Linked DNA regions of Mus musculus: all the other regions are linked to region 6. The links are chromatin contacts, called in public capture Hi-C and promoter capture Hi-C maps. All regions are on one chromosome and are shown on one strand. The core of a region is the stretch at or near the end of the contact, and the rest is flanking DNA. Distances in the headings are between cores, read along the strand shown.

Region 1 (2,700 bases), core at 176-2,675, 1.6 Mb before region 6:
AGTCTTCTAACAGCTTGCCCCGAAAGTGGCTCAGGACCGGGGTTCTGTGCAGCCGCCACCCACCCCTACCCTGTGTTTACTCTTGGGAGGCAGTTTCTGAGATTCAAAAAAATCCCACTTCACTGCCTGTGCCAAATCCCACCAGCCAGGTCCCCAGCTCTCTTTACCCAGACTGACCCCTGCCCTTGAAGGGCTGAGAGGCCTGTCGGTTGGGAGAGTGTCCTTGCTATGTCCTAGGTTCTGTAGATGCCCGTCTCTGGGGTCCCCTTCCAACAGTGGCCCTCTTTCCTGTCTGTGTAAATTGTTCCGTGAAGCCGCGCTCTGTTTTGGGAATAAACTTCTATAGAAAACACTTGTTCCTCTTTCTGTCTCAGCTGTTGAGAATACTCACCCAGGATGACCTTTGTAGGACTCTGAGCTCTCCTCCCTCCAAAATAGCCAGTTATTTTTAGCCCATTTCATGGGAGATTTGGACCAGGTTCCCATTTCTTTCTGAAATATGGCCTCTCACCTTGTGACTGGAGCCTGAAGTTGGAGCGCAGGAGCTGCGCCAAGAGAAGCCACTTTCCTGGTCTAGGCAGTCATATGAGGGTTTCCTTAATATCCAGAGGCTGACATTTGTGGCCCTGCCCATTAGTCACCCCAAACCTAGGCGTTCCCACTTCAGTTCCTGCTTACCCACCCACACTCTGGCCCTTACTGGTCTTTTCTCACTTGGATCAGGCCAGAGCTTCCAGACCTGGAAAGGATCCTGAGTGCTCCATTTCCAGTCTAGGCAGCCAGGTGTGAAAGTGAAAGGGGGGGGGGGGGCTTAAGAAGCCACCCATGGTGACAAATACCTTTGATCTCTTCTTTAATCCCAGCACTCACTAGGCAGAGGCAGGTGGATCTCTGTAGACAAGTCTGGTCTACAGAGAGTTCCAGGACAGCCAAGGCTAAACAGAGAAAACTTGTCTGGAAAAAAAGAAATGGAGGTGGGGTGGGGCTGGTCTTGAGGACCACTGTGCCAGGTCTCAGAAGGAAAAATCTGAGGGTGATACTCACAGCTTGGTGGTCCCTGAGAGACCCTACAGGCCTAGATCTCCCACAGTTGAGGCTGGGGCCCCTGGTTGCACACCTAGGCATCCAGATCGGTCAAGAATGTCTCCTCTGCATAAAGTGGGGACCTTCTACAAAGCATACAATTAGGTCCAGCCACTTAAGGGCACAGAGGCATAACATTGGCCAAGCGTAGCGCTGGGCCTTCGTTCCAGTCCTCCAGTCTCAGCAGAATGCTCCAGCTCCCAGCAGGTTAACAAGAATCGCAGGCAGGGACAGAAGCTAGGCCGACGGGAAGGAAAGGGTTAAAATTTTATTCTCCGGGCTCGCCCCGCCCAGAGAGTATGACTTGGATTCCACCCCCAGAATTCTGATTGGTCTGATCTTGCACATCCTAGCGGTGGAGCTTGCGGCCGGCCAAGTTCTGGGCCTGGCGCCACCTTCTAGCCGGTAGTGGCCTCCTGGGGGAGCTGTTTGAAAAGCGGTACACGAGTTACCCTCTGAGGGCCATGGGACTTCCCGATGGGTCCGGTGAGTTGCAGGGCGCTGCCCAAATTCCGCGTGCCCGCGAAGCGCTAGTAGTTCTGTGACTCCCGGCCTGGGTCAATTCAGGAAGGGAACCTCCAAGTCCCCGACAGGCATTTCCCGTCTGCGGAGCCTTAGTTTACCGCCTTGCCGATTTTCCGAAGGAGGTTATCCATCAACAGCGAGGGATGGGGGCGGGCTCTGGCGCGACCCCAGCTCTTGAGGGTTGTACTGAACGTCCCTGGAGTGCTAATAAGGGCGCTGCAGGGAAGTTGCTGCTTACCGAGGAGTCCTGGCACGGGAGGTGTGCCAGCTGGGCGCGTTGGGACTGGGAGAGAAACCGCTGCAAGACAGGCTCTAGCCAGGCGGTGGACCAGCCGCGGCCTGAGTCGGCAGGGTACTGTTCACATTTGTCGCTGCCGGCCCTTGTGCCCTCCCAAAGGGAGGTGCCAAGCATCAAGGCTCCGCCCTCCAAGGCGCGTGCCGCCTGGTAAGGGGAGGGAGCCCTTTAAGAAGACTTGAGAGATCTTGAAGGAGGGGAGAGGGGCCGCTGAGATCTCCTGGAGCCCGCGGTGCAGAGAATCTCTGAAGATCTTCCTTGCGTCTGCACTGCTCCCTCCTCCATTGGATACCCAGGTTAGAGAGTCTTCCCAGGTGAGTTCCTACCCCTCTGGTGGGATTCTCTCCCCTGGTTATAGCCTCTCCTAGATCAGAACTCACAGGTGATATCTTTCCCACAGGCTAGCCCCTCCCCCCTGCCCACTCCAAATTTGTTTCCCCTGAAATATATTTATAGAGAGCTGCATTCCATATGGAGGCACCCCCCCCCCAGATCAGAGTTTCTTCTGAGAGACCCCCTCAGATCCTATTCTCTGGTAAAGTCTCCCACTTCCGAGAGAAGTGCCTCTCCAGAGAAGTGCCTCCCGATGAGAGATTCCCACACCCCCGGTCAGAACTTGCCTGGCTGGTGAAAGCTTTCAGGGCAGAGTTCCCTCCAGGTTGGATTGGCTTCCAAAAGCTCCTGTTCCCAGGTGAAGTCTCTCTACTTCGAGTGGGAGCCTGTCAAAACTCCCTGGAGGTGAGAGCTTCGACCCTGGAGTCTTGCTGGACCCTGTCCTGAAACTGGAGGGCAGTATT
Region 2 (2,700 bases), core at 152-2,651, 1.8 Mb before region 6:
CCCTCCCCATGTTGACATTGATAGTCTTTGGAGGACTTGGGGGGGTCTCCACAACACCATGGTTAGGTGTTTGAAGCCTATCATCTACTAAGAACTCAGAAAACAGGAGCTGTGTGTGATGTGGCTAAAATGGGTCACCCTAATAGGCTCTGCCCATGAAGGGTGAAAGACAGGAGTCCTAAGAATCTTGAATACTGGAAGCAAGAAGTTGGGCCTTTGAATGGTGCCCCTCTGGGGGGGGGGGGGCCGCTGGCTTTGAGGGTTGTCAGTTCATTCCAATATGGACGGCCTGATTCTCATCAGACCACAGGATTAGCTTTGGGAATGTGATCTCCCCAGAGGCCCCCGGGTCAGCTGGCACCTGGTTATCAGTCTCTCACCCTGCCCTGATCTGGAAGGTGATAGATTCGTAGCACAGACTGCCCAAAGATAACTTCAATAAACAGTTGGAACATTTGTCTCAGGGTCGTGCTGCCCAGCCTATGATGGAAGGGTCCGCTGAGGGAAGTGTGGAAAACGAACCTCTCTGTCCGGTTACGGAAAAGGAAGCTCTATTTTAGTAAACTGGATTCAGAGAGCGCATCTACGAAGCAGCCATGTTCAAAATAGTAAACACACGGTCAAAAGAAGCCTTGGGGTGGACACTGCAGCCTCCCCGGCCCTTCCCAGAAGTGTCCTGCAGACTTACCAAAAAGCAGCGGCTTGAGGCTGAGGGTTCGGATGAAGTGATCCCTGCCCGCGACCACCTGGACTTTCCGCTCATATCCCACCTAAAGGAAAAATACACAGCAGGCAGCTGGTGTGCCAGGCCGCACTGCTCAAGAAAAAGTCCCGTGTCAGGGAGCGACAGTAGCAAAGTAAGTAGGCGCGCGCGTGACCCGCACACAGTGATGCGTGGGGCACCGTGGTGGCCCAGAGCTGAGCCACGGTTCCTTCTGGCTCGGCTTGGCAGTGCTTGAAGCTCCGCTCGGGGCGGGAGAGGAGGGGATGTTCTTACCTTGATGCCCTCCAGCCGGGTGAGGGGACCCAAGGTTGGCACTGGCTGGGGGCTCTGCTCGCGGCGCTGGGGTCCGGGGTCTGTGCTCTCGTCTCCGTTGCTGTAGTGCACGAAGAGCAGCAGGGCCAGCACGTTGCCCAAGTACAGGTGCACGAACACCATCAGCACCAAGAAGTAGGCACGGGAACAGATGCCCCGCGGCTTGCACAGTGGCCGCACCGGGGCGTCTTCACTATCGCCTGGTCTGGTCGCTGCCCCGGAAGGGCGATGCTCCGGTGGTAGCGGCCACTGAAGATTTGAGGCCTCCTCGACTGTCTCAGCCTCAGGCCGCTGCACGGTCGCCACCGCTGCCGCCATGGCGCCCAGGTCGCGCGCGCGCCCAGGGGAGGGGCCGCGGGGGTGCTCGCGTTGCGCAGTCGCTGGGACCCGGACGGCAGAGTCAGCGCGCCCGGCGGTCACTAGGAGACGGTGCTCCGGGATGCTGTGCCTACACGGAGCCGCACCCATCGGTCCATACTGAGATCCTGGGACCTCGCTCACACCCGGCTGGTCGTTTATGGAGCTGTATATACTCCAGTGCAGAAGGCCATCCACAAACATGGAGGCACATCAGCGGAGCACCGTTAGGACAGACACCATTGCAACTAGTAGTTTCTTGGTTCCCGGGAGAAGACGCCCCCCCCCCCCCCCCCCGGCCCCAGAAAGTGTAGTGGGCATTTTCTCACTCTTGGGAGAAGGGAGTCAGAGAGTGATAGAAATGGGACATACGACATAGTGGGATGCTGAGGCCAATGACTGCACACTGGATGATGAGATTATAGAGCAGTTCCCACGAGTTCGATTTATTTAACTAAAACATTTTATGTCTATGGGGTGGTTTGTTTATGGGTATGTGCACTCCATGCATGTCTGTATATGAGGACAGAAGGGGCGTTGGAGCTGGAGAGACTTACAGACGTTTTTAAGTCTCTATGTTGGTGCTGGGACTAGAACCGGTGTGTTCTCCAAGATGGATCTTAGCTAAAGAGCCTCTCTCCAGCTTCCGTTTTTGCTTTTATTAAAATTTTTTTCTTGTTGTTTTTTGTTTGTTTGTTTGTTTTGTTTTGTTTTGTTTTTTCGAGACAAGGTTTCCCTATGTAGCCCTGGCTGTCCTGGAACTCACTTTGTAGACCAGGCTGGCCTCAAACTCAGAAATCCCCCTGCCTCTTGCCTCCCGAGTGCTGGGATTAAAGGCATGCACCACTACACCCGGCTTATTATTAAATTGTTTTTAAACAATACACACAAACAAAAAACCAAACCAAACCAAAAAAAAAACCAAAAACAAAAAAACAAAAAAAACACCCCAAAACAAAAACCAACCCAGACAGGGTCTCATATAGTTCAGGCTTGCTCATCAAACTTGAAAGGAGCAGAGGATAAATTTATTCTCCTGCCTCCACCTCTCAGATGCTGAAGTTAGGGCTGGAGAGATGGCTCAGTGGTTAAGAGTACTGATTGCTCTTCCGAAGGTCCTGAGTTCAAATCCCAGCAACCACATGGTGGCTCACAACCATCAGTAATGAGATCTGATACCCTCTTCTGGAGTGTCTGAATATATATATTTTAAAATGCTGGAGTTACTAGGTATGCACCAAGATATTCAAGATATTCTTGAAGGTCCTTCGGCAGTCAGACTGGACCACTGAGGGAATCCTGCAAGT
Region 3 (2,700 bases), core at 91-2,590, 1.9 Mb before region 6:
AGAAGCCCGGTTCGGGGTTGTTGGTCATTTTTCTTCTACTGCCTTTCAGATTGTCTTCAACCGAACTGTCACACTAAAAGAAGACCCAGGCAAAATATGAACTGAATACATGTGGCCCTACCTCATCCTGGAGGCTGGGGGTGCCCTTCAGCACTCCACACTCCGTTTCAATAAAGAATAACTAAATCCCTCTGGCGTCTCTCTGTTGTCTGCCTTTCTAATATCTGAGGACCCTGGAGAAATAGTTTGTTAGCTGGCAGTGGTGGGTCTCATATGTCTTCTGGAAGAATGCACTTCCCCAGAAAAGAGCCAGCCACAAAGTCACTACTGCACTTGGTTCTCAAAGGCAGGTGCATGGCTGGAATTAGCTCAGCACTTACTATGATAAACCTGAGAACCCCAGAGATGCTGTTGCACAGTCACCAGTCCTATGGAGGGATCTAGGTTTGTGTCTTTGTGGCTAGAGATCAAGAGACACATGACCCCCCGTGTGATCATTTAGAAAAAAGCCCTGTCAACTATTTAAGCATAGTGAGATAAATCATGAATGCTGTTGTGGCCTTTCCAGTTTGGGGACCCCAGCAAACTCCCTGGATGTCTATACGGTGCTGAGATGAGATTCCTGGCTATGCTGGCCCTTGGATTGGACCCCGTCTCAGAAATTGACTTCTGAAGAATTTGAAGATTAGAGTTTGCTAGGACAGGAACAAGTGCAGAAGGCACTAAGGTTTGCCCCAGACTGAGGGCCCCCTGGGTTGCTGGGAGCTTCTGGTGAGGCTGTAGGTGAGTGCCTGCAGCTTTAAAGCCTTCCACATTTTCCCTGTATACAAACACTAGGCTACCCAAGGCCTGCTTTAAGGTGGACCTGACTGTGGCAAAGCGATCTCAGATGAGAGGTGGTGCTGGGGGTTCCTGAAGCTGTTTTCTCCCGTGCACTAACGCCCCGAGCGCTTCCCAGGCGCGGCACAATGGTTAAAGCTGCGCCCAGTTCAGGGGTTTGAAAGGGGGCCACCTTAACCACGAGGCCGAGCTAGGCCCGGCCCCGCCTCGCGTGGAACTGTGCAACTAGAGGAGGCGCTAGCGGGACACCGTAGGTGGCTTCAAAAAGCATGCTTTCAGACCCAGGGCAGGGGCAAAATACCCCTGGATGCTGAACCCCGGGCCTAAGCCCCGCCCCGCATGGAGGGGTGCCCATGGGCGTGGCGCTCCTTCCCACAACGAGGGGTACGCTCTCCACTCCAACCGGTTCCCTCTGTGGCTGCAGCGTTCCCTTTAAGCCTGGCAGGCAGCTCTCGCGGGATCCGACGCTCCGGTTCTCGCGAGAAGGGCCTTCGGCTCCCATTGGCCGTGAGGGCTGAATGTAAGATGGCGCCCAGGGAGCTGTGAGGAGAAAATCCTGTCGGTCTCGGAGCGGCGACGGCAGAACCGAGGCCCCGGGCGGTGAAGCGGGGCCGGCGGGTAGAACGGAGGCAGCGGCGGCGGTGACGTCGCCGGGTGAGGGCTCTGGTGAGGGCGGGGACGCAGCAAGGCTCTGGCTCGAAGGCGGCAGGCCCACCCTACACAACGGCGGGCGGGCGGGGGCGGGCGGGCCGCTGCCGCTGGGCCCAGGCGACCTCAGGGCGGCTTCAGAGCGGAGAACGTCCCTCGGCTCGCGAGCCTCCGCCCCACGGGTGGGGGAGGGGCGGGCCTGAGGGGCGGGTGGGCGCGGCGCACGGGGGCGCGCGGAGGCGCGCGCGCACGAGCGTGGCTTTTTTTTTTCTTTTTTTTTTTTTTCTCATTTTTCTGCGCGCGCGCGTGCGTTATCGTGCGCGCTGTGCGGTCCTCTCGTTGCGCGTAGCCGCCCGACGTGCGCGTCCCCGTTGGCTCTCAGCTGTGGCCCGTGGGCTAGAACGGCTTCCGGGGCGCGCGCCACCCCGCGACCCCCCGGTTTTGCGGCGCGCGCCCTGCTGTTGGTCGCTCACGCTGTCCGGAGTGCGCGCCGGACGCCCCTTCCAAGAGGAGGGCAGACGGGCGGGCGGGCGAGCGGCCTGGCGGACGACCGACCTGCCGACTGGGGAAGGTTGAGGGTTGGGCCCTTGTCCTCGTGACGTCCGGGGCAGCGGTGGCCTAGGTCTGCGGAGAAACATAGCGGCTTTGCGGTCTGGCTTGCGGCTCCGCTCCTCCGGGAGGCGGACAGGAGTGCTCGTACTAACTGAAGAATGCTGTTACTTAAGCGAGGCCCAAGGACTGGGTGGGTGCTTGGGGAGGGTGCTGCTCTGCTTGGGAAACCGAGTCCTGCTGGCCGGAGAGGGCATTGGGTCCCCATGGGTTTCCTCACCTTGTACTGGTGCTTTGTGCTGAGGAGAGAAGGTTACCATTACCAGGCCCCGCTTTTCTTCCATTAGAACCGATTCTTCCATAAGCGCAGTTGATACACGTCACCTCTGTGCGCTCCGGAAAGAGATCCTCCTCTGTATATGGTATCAAACTCTCGGAGCTCTAAAATTCCGCTTTAAATCCTCACTTAAATGCAGCCTCCCCCCCCCCTTTTTTTTTTCCACCTCCGCGTGGGTGGGAGGGGCTTGCCTTTCTGTTCTTGATAAGGGCTGTTTCTTAACCTTGATTAACTTGATCAATGCTTTGCCGGTTTTTTTCTTTGTAATTTCTAAAATGTCCAGCAAAAATTTCTAAAATCTGCCTGTCACTATAAAAACTATGTAA
Region 4 (2,700 bases), core at 88-2,587, 1.6 Mb before region 6:
TGGTGTATCTGTCACGGAACTCTGACTTGAGTCTTAAGACTTAACGACCCCAAACACTACAGCTGATACCCATGGGTCAGATCACAGCAGCCTCGTCCAGTGCAACCCGAGTGAGCCAAACCTCCCCGAAGCAAAGAAACCCAGGAGCGAGAGAATGCGTTGATTGGTTGCTGGTGATGTCATAGCTACCATTTGGGGGCGGGCCAGAGGTCTTGGCCAGGAGTTCTTGGACTGTTTGAAGTAGTAACCACTCAGCCGGGGGAACCGCACCCAGGGCAATGTTCTGGGGTCCTAGGCCTGACTCCTGTCTCGGTGTCAGAATGAATGAGTCCCCTGCACCTTGCGTTGCAGCTCATCACCGATGCCAAGTTTGGAGGCTGATCAATATAGCGCGTCTTTTGGATTATTTCTGCTGGCTAGCGTGGAACCCGCGAGGCCCTCCTACCTCCCGCATACAATGGAGTCCTCCGAGAGGGGCGGGGTCTCCCATTGTGCCAATAGAAACAATGACACTCTAATTGGAATGCGCCGCCTTTCTCTAGGATTCTGTGACGTCTGTTGCGCCACATCTAGCTATTGGTTGGTTGAGATGCGCGCGTGCCAGGAGTTGGACGGAAAGCTAGACTGGACCAGGACTAGGGAGAACTGAGCTTCTGTCGGGTTCTTCAAGGGGTTAAAGGATGCAGTTGTCGCAGGCGAGGGGGCGGAGATCTGAGGAAGCTGGGTCCACAGTTGTACAACCCTGGGTTCCACGTGGCATCTCAGAACACTGGAAAGAACCATAGCCTAGAGAGACGTGGTGTCTCTCCCAAGTCTGGGAGACCGCTAGTGACTCTCGTGGCGGAGAAGAGTTGGCTTCTCTTCCTGTCTCAGAAGGGTCGTTTTCAGATCCTGTTCTGTAGGAGCAAACAAGGAGATTTTTGCGACATGTTTCTCATAAGTTAAACTTGTTAATAAACAGTTAACGCTATTGTTTGAACCAGGCCGGTGTCTGGCCATTATTTTCACAGTCCCAGGATTCTATATGGTAACCCTTCCCAGACCGATGACAGCACATTTTCAAACCAAAATGGGTGTTAGGGCTCGGAACTAGCGCTCTAAAGGGAGACGAGATTCTCGGTCTGAAGAAAGACTAGGAAGCCACGCTGGAATAGCGCACTAGGATGAGAGGGAGGGCGGTGGCAGAGTAGCGGAGAAACTCCCAGCTCCGTTCAGCACCGTGGGCAGCACTTCTGTTCTCAATAAAGATGGCGGTAACGGCTTCAGTCGCCAGAACTGCCATGCGCGACGGGCTGTACCACCAGGTTTGGGGCATCGGGGCGGAGGTGGAGCAAACCATCGGAGCGGCCGGGAGCCATGTTGGAGCGTCGGGAGGCGGCAGCGGCGTCGGGGATGCTGTGGTGGGGGCGGCAAAAGCCGGGGCCGTATGCCAAAGGGGCTCTGGCCGCGGAGTAGATGGTGCCCAGAGAGCAGTGGCGGCGCGGAGCGACGGGCAGAGGGGCGGAGGGCCGGGGCGGCGGCAGGGGCCCAGGAGGGGGCCAGAGCAGCGGGGCGGGCCCAAGGCCCGGACCCGGGCGGGGGGCGGCGGAGGCCGTGACGGGAGGCGGGGGTGATGGCGAGGCGGCCTCTATGGTGGGGTCTCCCGGGACCGTCGACCCCGGTACTACTGCTCCTTCTCCTCTCTTTGTTCCCTTTTAGCCGGGAGGAGCTGGGGGGCGGTGGGGACCAGGACTGGGACCCAGGGGTTGCTACTACTACTGGGCCAAGAGCGCAAATCGGCAGTGGAGCCGTAGCTCTTTGTCCCGAATCTCCCGGCGTCTGGGAAGATGGAGATCCTGGCCTGGGGGTCAGGGAGCCTGTCTTCATGAGGCTCCGAGTAGGTAGGCAAAACGCCCGGAATGGTCGAGGGGCCCCTGAGCAACCAAACGCGGAGGTGGTGGTCCAGGCATTGGGTAGTCGCGAGCAAGAGGCAGGTCAGGGTCCAGGGTATCTGTTATGTTGGCACCCAGAGATCTCCTCTTGTGGGCGGACAGGGCCTTTACGAAGAGGTAGCCTGCCACTCGATGCTCTGTCCCCAGGGGATTCTGATCTGAGGAACAGCTCTCCTCACCCTTCAGAACTTCTGGCTCAGCCTGATGGCTCCAGGCCAGTGGCCTTCCAGCGTAATGCTAGGAGAAGCATCCGCAAAAGAGTGGAAACCTCTCGCTGCTGCGGGAAGCTGTGGGAGCCAGGACACAAGGGTCAGGGTGAGAGATCCGCGACTTCCACAGTGGACAGGGGACCCTTTCGGCGGGACTGCCTCCCCGGCTCTTTAGGATCTGGCCTGGGGGAGGATTCAGCACCACGTGCTGTGAGGACAGCTCCTACGCCGGGTTCAGCACCTCGCGAGTCTCGGACAGCTCCCGGGCGCATGCGCTCCCGCGGTCTCTTCCGCCGCCGTTTCCTCTTTGAGCGCCCTGGGCCGCGCCCTCCCGGGTTTCCGACTGGTCCTGAAGCCAAGCAAATACTCTCAACTAACCAGGCTCGTCCTCGTCGTGCTGCAAACCGCCACCCGCAGTTTCCTCAATACAACTACCAGACACTGGTACCTGAAAATGAGGCAGCGGGCACATCAGTACTGCGCGTGGTGGCACAAGACCCGGACCCAGGCGAGGCCGGGCGCCTCATCTACTCGCTGGCGGCGCTCATGAACAGCCGCTC
Region 5 (2,700 bases), core at 196-2,695, 1.5 Mb before region 6:
ACAGGCAGAGAGCAAGCTGAGTCGGGCAGCGGTGGCACCCAGGATGGGTTAGTATTTTATAAGCTTAAGGTTCTCTTCAGTTTTACAGACAGTCCTTTAGCTCTAGCTGGGAAAAAATAAATGGAATCAAAACTGTAGATCAGGACAGAGCCATTCTCGGGGATAAACCCGGTTAAGAGGCAGGGTGAAGTTGGTGTTTCTGAGAGATGTGGCGTGAACCCCTGAGCTCCCAGCTAAAGAACAGAGCCATTCACATGGTCTGCTGCTGGATTTAAAAGTCAGGGTTATGAACTGCTTACTCATAGAGCACTGAGATCGGCAGAGCATGTCAGTCAAGAAGCGGCTGACTTCAGGCATAAAACAGCAACATGAGTTGGTCCCTTGGGCCACTGACCCCGTGATGGGAGGGATAGGGCAGTGGGCTCCTAAGCAGTAAAAGGGAGGGTAGCCTCATGGGTTGCCTGGTGGTTACACATGGGAATGCCCAGAGAATGCAATACCCACATTTCCTGCCCAGAACTCATGAACTTCACTATTCATCAGGTACGCTCCAGGCGCGGTGCTAGGTACCGGGCAAGTTCCCAACTGTAGATAGAGGCTTCCTGACCTCCAAATCACCCAGGCACCCTTGCCTGGGCCTATTTATCGTGGCTTTTGCCCGTGTCTGGCACCAGAGTGTTTACAAGCCATCTGAGCTCCCGCCAAAACGCAGAGGAGGAAGGCAGTGCTTTTTGTTCATCTGTTCTGTCACGCTCCATTCTGGCACTGGGTCTGGGTGCTCGGTAAATATTGTTTGAATGAAGACCTGGAGCCAGAGGCAGACCTCAAACAAGAACTTGTCAGGCTGGCCTCGGATGGGTTCTAGGAGGAAGCCGGTATGTTTTTATAGTTTGAGAATAAAGATGATTATGTAGGTAGCCAGAAATGCTCTAAAGAAAATCGGGTGGGGGTCAATGCTAGAGGAGAAAGGACTCTACCACCAAGGTAGTCATGGAGGGGTGACGGCAGTATGTGAGGCTCTCTCTAACCTTGGAAAGGTGACTTTCTAGGAGGGAAGCCATGCTCTTTCAGCACAAGGAAGGGTGGTGAGGGAGGTCTGAGTGAGGCAAGGACAGCAGCCAGCAGAAAACTTCAAGGAAGCCACACTTGGAAGTGCTTGCAGAGTGGAGCTGAGCTGGGTTTCGGAAGCTTCCCTGTGCTCTGTTTTACCAGCGTGGCAGTTGCTAGCCGAGTGGAGAACATTGGACCCTAAAGGCAGCAGGGTGCTTAGATTAGGGAAGGATGATAGGAGGGTTGGAGTCCATCTCCCCACTTCCCATCATCTGGCCAAGCTGTATTTTGAAAGGCCATGGGCCCAGCTGGAACCTGCTGCTGCCTCAGAGCTGGGCCTGCTCTTGGGGGAGGGGTGTTTGCCCGTTGCCAAGGTACCAGGGTTCCGGCTCCTCGAAGTGTTAACAGTCATGCTGTACACATTGCTCTTAGTGCCATCGCTGTTCCTGTTGGTGATGCCTGTCCCTAGCCAAGGCTGGTCTAGGCCCCTCTGGTACCAAGTAGGGCTGGACTTGCAGCCCTGGGGCTGCCAGCCAAACAGCCCAGATATCTGGGGCTGCCAGCCAAATAGCCTGGATAGCTGCAAGAACAGTCTGGGTTGCCCTGGCTACTGGTTGGGCCTGGGAGGAAATCGCATCTACCCCGTGGCTGGGGTCACAATCACCACCACCATGTTGCTGGTTGTCAGCCGTGTGATAGTGCACCGATGGCGAGCTAAGGTTGCTAAGGGTCAGGTGAGCACAGCTCCACTCTGTCCTCTGCAGTTCCTGCTTCTGCTCATGCCCCCTGGGCCATGCCTCCCACTCAACCTTCTTCCTATCACCCTGGCTTAGGGCCTGTGGGCTTCCTGTCTGATCCTGTCCTCCTCCCTGTGACCTGTTCTTGCATCTCCACAGAACCTATGTCTACAACCAATCCATCCCTATCATTCCTTAGGACTAGTCCTCTGGTCCATCTGTCCCCATTCCCATTCTTCATCCAGCCACCATGGGCCCCAGGGCCACCTAGCCTCTGGAGACCCAGTGACCTATTCCCCTGTCCCCCCATCCTCTTTGACACTTCCCCACATCCCTTCTCTCTAGCTCCACTCTCACGCTGGTCCCTGGCCCTCCTCCACCCTCACACTGGTCCTATATTTCAGCTCCCAGCAGTGACCTCCAGCTCCGGCAAACACTGGAAAGAGCAGCCCACTGTCTCAGACCGCACGCTGGTCCTCAGGGTCCTTCACATGCTGGACGCCATCCTGCTCCACATTGAGGGCCACCTGCAGGGGCTGGCTTCCCAACAACAAATTCAAATAAAAGGGTCCCCCCCTCAGTCTGGGTGACCCAATATATGCTTCTCTTTCTCCGATTGTTGTCAAAGATCAGCTCTGACGTTCAGGGTAAACGGAGACAGGGCATAGGAATGCTCTTCTTTTTTGGTCCCACAAAAGAGATCAGTGAAAAAAAAAATTCTACTCTAGCTTATATATCCCAGCAAAATCTTTTAAGCAGTATAGAAATAATATGATTACATTCTATTTTTCTTTTAGTGAATGATTATAAAACAAAACAAAACAGTAGGTTCCTCAATATCTTTACATGAAAAAACATTTTGCATATTACAGGTTAAAAAAAAAACCAGAAATTATTCCCAAGAACCCACATA
Region 6 (2,700 bases), core at 200-2,699:
TGGTAGCCAGGTGGTGGGCGGTGGTGGTGTACGCCTTTAATCCCAGCACTTGGGAGGCAGAGGCAGGCGGATCTCTGAGAGGCCTCAAACAAAGTGAGTTCCAGGACAGCCAAACAAACAAACAAACAAAAAAAGAGAAGATGGTAAAGAATTAACAAAAGTCTGTAAATTTAGATCAATTGGCTTACTACGCTGGTCTTACAGGTGGGGAAAGGAGTCTGGGCTGGGGGCATATATCTCTGTGGAAGAGCACCTGCCTAGCTTCTTGTGCCAGGCTCTGTCTGGGTCTGATACTCACAGCTTGGACCACCACCACATCCACACACCCGGCACCTGAATGCACCTCACCCTATCCTCAAGCAAGTAGGGCCTGATCAGAGGAAGTGGTGATATGAAGAGAATCCAGGAGGCAAGTCCATCGGAAACTACTTCCAAACCCATTTTCTTTCTCCTCCTTTCCCTAAATACCACGGAGTGGTAAAGGATTCTAGACTGTCTACTCCAACCGCTGCTGTGCTAAATCCCCAAGACTCCTCCCAGCTCCCCACCTGCCCACTGCTGCTACGGCCCTCTCGGAGGTTACCCAGTTCCACATCACCACACCTGATCTCACCACGGAAACCCCTTGCCTCAGTGAGCTCCAAACGACTGCTCTAGCCAGCACAATGACTCATAGGATGCCAAGAGCCCTAGCGTGATTCAAGCCCTCTAATCATCAACAAGAAACTGTCTTTTTGGTTCAAAGGAACTTTGGAACAGAAATTTTGTCAGGAGACCATAGAGAATTGGAGGGTCAGACATCCAACTGCACACAGACACACACTCAGTCACACACTCTAAGAGCCAGACATTCCTATGGACCACTCGGGCTCCGGTCTTAAACACACATTCTTTCCTAGTCCAGTCTTGAACTGGGAGGCCACCAAGGCCCGGGCCTAGCATGGACTCCGTAGACCCTGGACCGCCATCGCTCCCCGCGGGGGCTCCCTGGACATGGAGGAACAGGGCAGAGCTGGGTCCAGGAGCGTCATCGCAAGGAAGCGCTGAACCTCGGTAGAAACGCGGGTGGTCTGGGACAGAAGTCCGGAAGAGGGTCCCCATAATGATGCACTGCCAGTCGGAGAAAACGATGATGTGCCGGCCGGGGAGGGGTGGGCCATCCTAAGGGAAAACGCCTGGCCCGACCTGTGACGGAACCCGGGGAGGGACAGGCGCGCAGGGGGGGCGTCACGCGCGGGCAGACGACGGAGATGCGCGGCGAAGGTGTGCTCACCTTCTTCACCGCAGACTGGAAGTGAAAGTCACCGGCCTCCTTCAGGTCCAGCCAGATCATGGGCATCCGGGGCACGGCCTCCATCGCGGGTAGCGCCTAGCGGCCCTAGGGCCGCTCCCCTCCCAGGTCCAGCAGCTGCTTCAGCCGCGCGCGCAACCCCGCCCCTCCACGCCGGAAGCTGCTCGTCACGCGGAGTGACGCACTCCCCCCGCAGCCTGTTGGGAGGTGCAGTCCGGCCCCCCCACCCCGGTAGTCTTTTTGCACATGCGCACACCTCTTCGCGCATGCTCGGTCTTCTCGCGCGAAGGGTCTTGGGTGGAGAGACGACCCAATCCACGGTGAAGGGGCTTCTGGGAATAGTGATCTCCTCCACTAAGCTTGAGGCTTTGCTGGGATTTTCTGGTTTGCGTAACGTTCTTCTTCCTCCCGGGGGGGCCCTTCAAAAACTCACCCATGAATTTGTAATTCCCAAATCTTGAGAGCGGTGAAGGATGGGGACTAGTGCTGCATAGAGAACGACTAGTGTGATGTTAGGGAGAGGGGTTGTGAAGACAGCCATGAGCTATGCAAACTGTATGGCGGGATGGAACTCAGGCTAAAAGTGCCAAGGGATTCCTTCTGTCCGCGGTTGAGGGGGCAGGAACACTGCTCCACACCACCACCCTCTGCAGCCTGAGGAGTTCTTGATTTTTAGTAGGATACATTGAACAGCCAAGTTAACACCTAAGAAGACTGCGACTCTGGAAGGAACTATACAGCGACGAGCATTTGTCTCTGGAGACACCTGTGAAACAGGAATTTTAAAGCTGTGTTGTGTGTATTGTTAAATTTTAGACATAAATAATGGAGACACCCCGGAGATTGAGGGAAGAGACTAGGTCATTTCAAGGCTGGACTGGGCAACATAACAATACGTTGTCTCAAACAAATTTTAAAAATAAGGAAACGGAGAAAGTAGTGAGTGACCTTTTGTAGTCTTCTAGGAGACCGGTGATTGTGGCTTTGGGTGAAAAAGGCTTTAAAAAAAAAAGTGGGTAGATAATGCACTTTGAGGAACATCTGAGAACTATTTTGAAAAAAAAGTATCCTAAGTTGGGGTGGGTACATGTTAGGGAATGAGATCAAAGTTGATTTCCAAGTTTCTGCCTGGTTTAGGTGGATAGCTGACAGGCTGTTACCTGACATGAGGAAATTGGGAGGAACATGTAGAAGGGAGCGCAAGACTTCAGGTCTAGTTTGTGTGAAGATGAGGACAGATGCATTTAGAGGCAATGTAGAGCCCGAGAATAAAGACTCTGGATTCACAAGACGGGTTTCCCCGACCCAGGTAGGGCCCACGTCCTCTTTGTAGAAGTAACAGACATTTCCATACTAAAAGTATGTTAGGGTCTAGAGAGGTGGGTTGGTTGTTAAGAACACTGGCTGCT
Region 7 (2,700 bases), core at 168-2,667, 1.9 Mb before region 6:
CAAGGCCAGCCTGGTCTACAAAGTGAGTTCCAGGACAGCCAGGGCTATACAAAGAAACCCTGTCTCGAAATAAATAAATAAATAAATAAATAAATAACCCTGTCTCTAAATAAATAAATAAATAAATATGACTCTATGATGTCCCTCATTGGCCGTCTAACCTTGAGACTAGAACTATCATGTAACTCCCTCTAATGCCCTTAGCCCCATCCTGCCCCTTTATCGAGTGATCTAAAATTCTGACCTATCACCTCTAGCATACCAGAGCTTCCCTAGATTGCTCACAGGACTCCTCTAGGTGACAGGAGAGTCTACTCTAGTGACAGGGAAAATCAGCGGATTGACTGCCCCGCCCCCATCCTCCTTTGTGAGGCGGAAAGTTTCCTCTGAACTTTCAGCTTTCCCACAGGCGCCTGCAGCTTCCAGTAATCTTTGCTTGATCTCCAGCAGTCTGTTCATAGCGGTGGCACTCAAAGCAAGCCGTACGGACCTGAACCCACCCTCTTCCCGCCTGAAGTCCCAGGGGTCTGGGTGGGGCGCGCGCCTAGTGGGTGCGCGCATTCCAACCCTCCGCTCCCGGGCTGCCAGGCGACTGGAAAGTCCGGCGTGGATAAATAGTCACAAGATTCGGATTCACTTGTTGCTGGTGGTCCAGAGTCTGTCACCCAGAACCCATCCTCTGGGTAACTGAGTAGCCACAGCCCATTTTAATCAGGAAACAGGCAACCTTTCTCGCAACCCATTTGCTGGAGTGCTTATGGACGGTCGAGTTCCTCGGAGTTCTGTTTCAGGCAGTAGTGCGTGGCCTTTCCAGTATCTCCGAGAGCTCAGTCCTAGTCTATCCTTTGGGGCGTCCTAAACCTTTCCACAGGTACAATAGAATTCTAGCTTGCACCTTTCCCATCCATCTCCCGACTGATGCTGTAACCCTGGGAGCCCCGCGGCTGATTTGTGGTTTCCATAGTGACACCAGGACAAAGGCCATAAGCTCCTTCCATCTGCCTTCCTGATACACAAAGATCACAAACCTCTCGATTTACCTCTGCCACCCGCCAACTCCACGAGCCCTCTTCCTGTCCCCTGAATGCCATGCTTGCCAGCAACCCCTGGTTCACATCGGGACTTAAGGGATCCGATGAAGATATGTGGACCAGGATGCTCTGTCTTTGAGCAGCCTACTCTAATTTCTTTTTGGATGCTCCCTTTTAGTTCCTCGAACTAAGCTGCTTCTTTGCTAAGTACACATCTGCTAAATAAACTTCAGCTTAAAAAGAAAGTGGATGAAGTAACCAAAGTCTGGTTCTTAGGATGAGGGTTGTCTGCAGCGGGCAGGGGTATGGTAGGGGGTGGGGTGCTATCCTCAGTTATAATCCTATTTTAGATCCACTCCGTGTTTTACTTCCTTCCCTTGCTTTCCAACTTTACTCAAAGTCGTCAGAGTCTCTCAGATTGTGGAGGAGTGACTGCTAGGTCCGACCCTGGACAGATTGAGGGCCTGGAGGGACACCAGCCCAGTACCCACACGGTCGGGTCAGCATCAGCCCCAAGGGAGGTGGTGGGCTTTCGTCTGTGGACTCTTTATCTCTCTTTATCTCTATTTTACTTTTCTTCAGGATGGAGTGGGCCTCAGGAGAACCAGGGAGGGGCAGGCAGGGACAGCCTTTGCCATGGGAACTTCGCTTGGGCCTACTTCTAAGTGGTGAGGGGGCCTGGTGAGGCCTAAGGTTGTGGGATGTGATGGTAGGTCCAGGGGTGGCAGGCTGTTCCCAGGGGCCCAAGGGATGGGGCTAGTCACCAGGAGTCCTGCTGAGCTGATTGACCCACTGTCCTCAGTGCTGGCTGCCACATTGGCCCAGGCCCCGTCCTTGGATGTACCTGGCTGTTCTCGAGGAAGCTGCTATCCAGCCACCGGTGACCTGTTGGTGGGCCGTGCGGACAGACTGACGGCCTCATCCACGTGTGGCTTGCATAGCCCTCAACCCTACTGTATTGTCAGTCACCTGCAGGTGCTTCTGGGGCCCCAGAGGAGAGGGCTGGGTCAGGGTGGGGTCGGCCCCAGCTAAGGTACCTATCCTACACTCCACCCAATCCAGGACGAAAAGAAGTGTTTCCTGTGTGACTCCCGACGTCCCTTCTCTGCTCGAGACAACCCAAATAGTCATCGGATCCAGAATGTAGTCACCAGCTTTGCGCCACAACGCCGGACAGCCTGGTGGCAATCGGAGAACGGTGAGCCCCTGAGTAGGTCATCAGGATGACTAGGGCTTGTAACCAGTAACCGCAGAACCTTGACCCCCTATTCCTGCTGCAGGGGTTCCAATGGTCACCATCCAACTGGACCTGGAAGCTGAGTTTCATTTCACCCACCTCATTATGACGTTCAAGGTGCCTGCGCGTCAGCGAACCCGCCTGATTTTGCTTTGCTTCTCAGTACCCCCTAACAGAGTCCTAGCTCTACAACGAAGCTTCCCTGAGCTCCTGTGTTGTGCTCTATGTGTGAAGCATGGTCACGTCCTGCATGGCTTCCATAGTTGAACACCTCTGCACATGCTCTCTTGTGCCCCATTCCTAGGCTAAGTCAGATACAGTCTCTCTGGGTCTCGTGGTATTTTAACCTGCCTGTCAGAGGTGGCTGTCCTCCCTGGTCTGATCATGGTCTGGCTTTCCTAGTCTTTCCCATGTGTCTGAGATGCTCAGCAG

Evidence for each region. Promoter capture Hi-C pulls out the DNA fragments that hold promoters and counts their contacts. Capture Hi-C pulls out chosen DNA fragments and counts their contacts.
Region 1: a contact with region 6 is called in a promoter capture Hi-C map of liver, with 2.1 times the contacts expected there. The contact joins the promoter of Slc26a6 here to the promoter of Ptpn23 in region 6. A contact is called at or near these places in 5 of 39 promoter capture datasets (the 3T3-L1 cell line, hippocampal neurons, liver and 1 more).
Region 2: a promoter capture Hi-C map of hippocampal neurons shows a contact between it and region 6, with 4 times the contacts expected there. The contact joins the promoter of P4htm here to the promoter of Ptpn23 in region 6. A contact is called at or near these places in 4 of 39 promoter capture datasets (the 3T3-L1 cell line, hippocampal neurons, liver and 1 more).
Region 3: a contact with region 6 is called in a promoter capture Hi-C map of liver, with 7 times the contacts expected there. The contact joins the promoter of Qrich1 here to the promoter of Ptpn23 in region 6. A contact is called at or near these places in 7 of 39 promoter capture datasets (the 3T3-L1 cell line, the C10 cell line, hippocampal neurons and 3 more).
Region 4: a capture Hi-C map of embryonic stem cells shows a contact between it and region 6, with 9 times the contacts expected there. The contact joins the promoter of Celsr3 here to the promoter of Ptpn23 in region 6. A contact is called at or near these places in 5 of 39 promoter capture datasets (the 3T3-L1 cell line, hematopoietic stem and progenitor cells, hippocampal neurons and 2 more), 1 of 115 datasets of contacts at active chromatin or transcription factors (embryonic forebrain) and 2 of 9 other capture datasets (embryonic stem cells and liver).
Region 5: a contact with region 6 is called in a capture Hi-C map of macrophages, with 5 times the contacts expected there. The contact joins the promoter of Tmem89 here to the promoter of Ptpn23 in region 6. A contact is called at or near these places in 1 of 39 promoter capture datasets (hippocampal neurons) and 1 of 9 other capture datasets (macrophages).
Region 7: a promoter capture Hi-C map of neutrophils shows a contact between it and region 6, with 3 times the contacts expected there. The contact joins the promoter of Lamb2 here to the promoter of Ptpn23 in region 6. A contact is called at or near these places in 4 of 39 promoter capture datasets (hippocampal neurons, liver and neutrophils) and 1 of 9 other capture datasets (liver).

Annotation. Positions count from the first base shown.
Region 1 is chr9:108,852,618-108,855,317 of GRCm38.p6, forward strand. Slc26a6 (solute carrier family 26, member 6) reads left to right here and starts at 1,426. Exons shown (of 20, transcript NM_134420.4): 1 at 1,426-2,217. Celsr3 (cadherin, EGF LAG seven-pass G-type receptor 3) reads left to right here. Exons shown (of 36, transcript NM_001359572.1): 36 at 1-352.
Region 2 is chr9:108,596,211-108,598,910 of GRCm38.p6, forward strand. It overlaps P4htm (prolyl 4-hydroxylase, transmembrane (endoplasmic reticulum)), which reads right to left and starts at 1,402. Exons shown (of 9, transcript NM_028944.4): 1 at 998-1,402; 2 at 689-770. The coding sequence starts at 1,354.
Region 3 is chr9:108,515,747-108,518,446 of GRCm38.p6, forward strand. It overlaps Qrich1 (glutamine-rich 1), which reads left to right and starts at 1,341. Exons shown (of 10, transcript NM_175143.5): 1 at 1,341-1,494. Qars (glutaminyl-tRNA synthetase) reads left to right here. Exons shown (of 24, transcript NM_133794.2): 24 at 50-195. The coding sequence ends at 100.
Region 4 is chr9:108,824,708-108,827,407 of GRCm38.p6, forward strand. Celsr3 (cadherin, EGF LAG seven-pass G-type receptor 3) reads left to right here and starts at 1,338. Exons shown (of 36, transcript NM_001359572.1): 1 at 1,338-2,700. The coding sequence starts at 1,613. Gm35025 (a long non-coding RNA gene) reads right to left here and starts at 1,413. Exons shown (of 2, transcript XR_871161.3): 1 at 1-1,413.
Region 5 is chr9:108,913,174-108,915,873 of GRCm38.p6, forward strand. Tmem89 (transmembrane protein 89) reads left to right here and starts at 1,446. Exons shown (of 2, transcript NM_027066.1): 1 at 1,446-1,784; 2 at 2,192-2,390. The coding sequence starts at 1,461. The coding sequence ends at 2,377.
Region 6 is chr9:110,406,761-110,409,460 of GRCm38.p6, forward strand. It overlaps Ptpn23 (protein tyrosine phosphatase, non-receptor type 23), which reads right to left and starts at 1,450. Exons shown (of 25, transcript NM_001081043.1): 1 at 1,274-1,450. The coding sequence starts at 1,357.
Region 7 is chr9:108,478,445-108,481,144 of GRCm38.p6, forward strand. Lamb2 (laminin, beta 2) reads left to right here and starts at 1,418. Exons shown (of 33, transcript NM_008483.3): 1 at 1,418-1,530; 2 at 1,614-1,699; 3 at 1,834-2,006; 4 at 2,094-2,229; 5 at 2,312-2,385. The coding sequence starts at 1,615.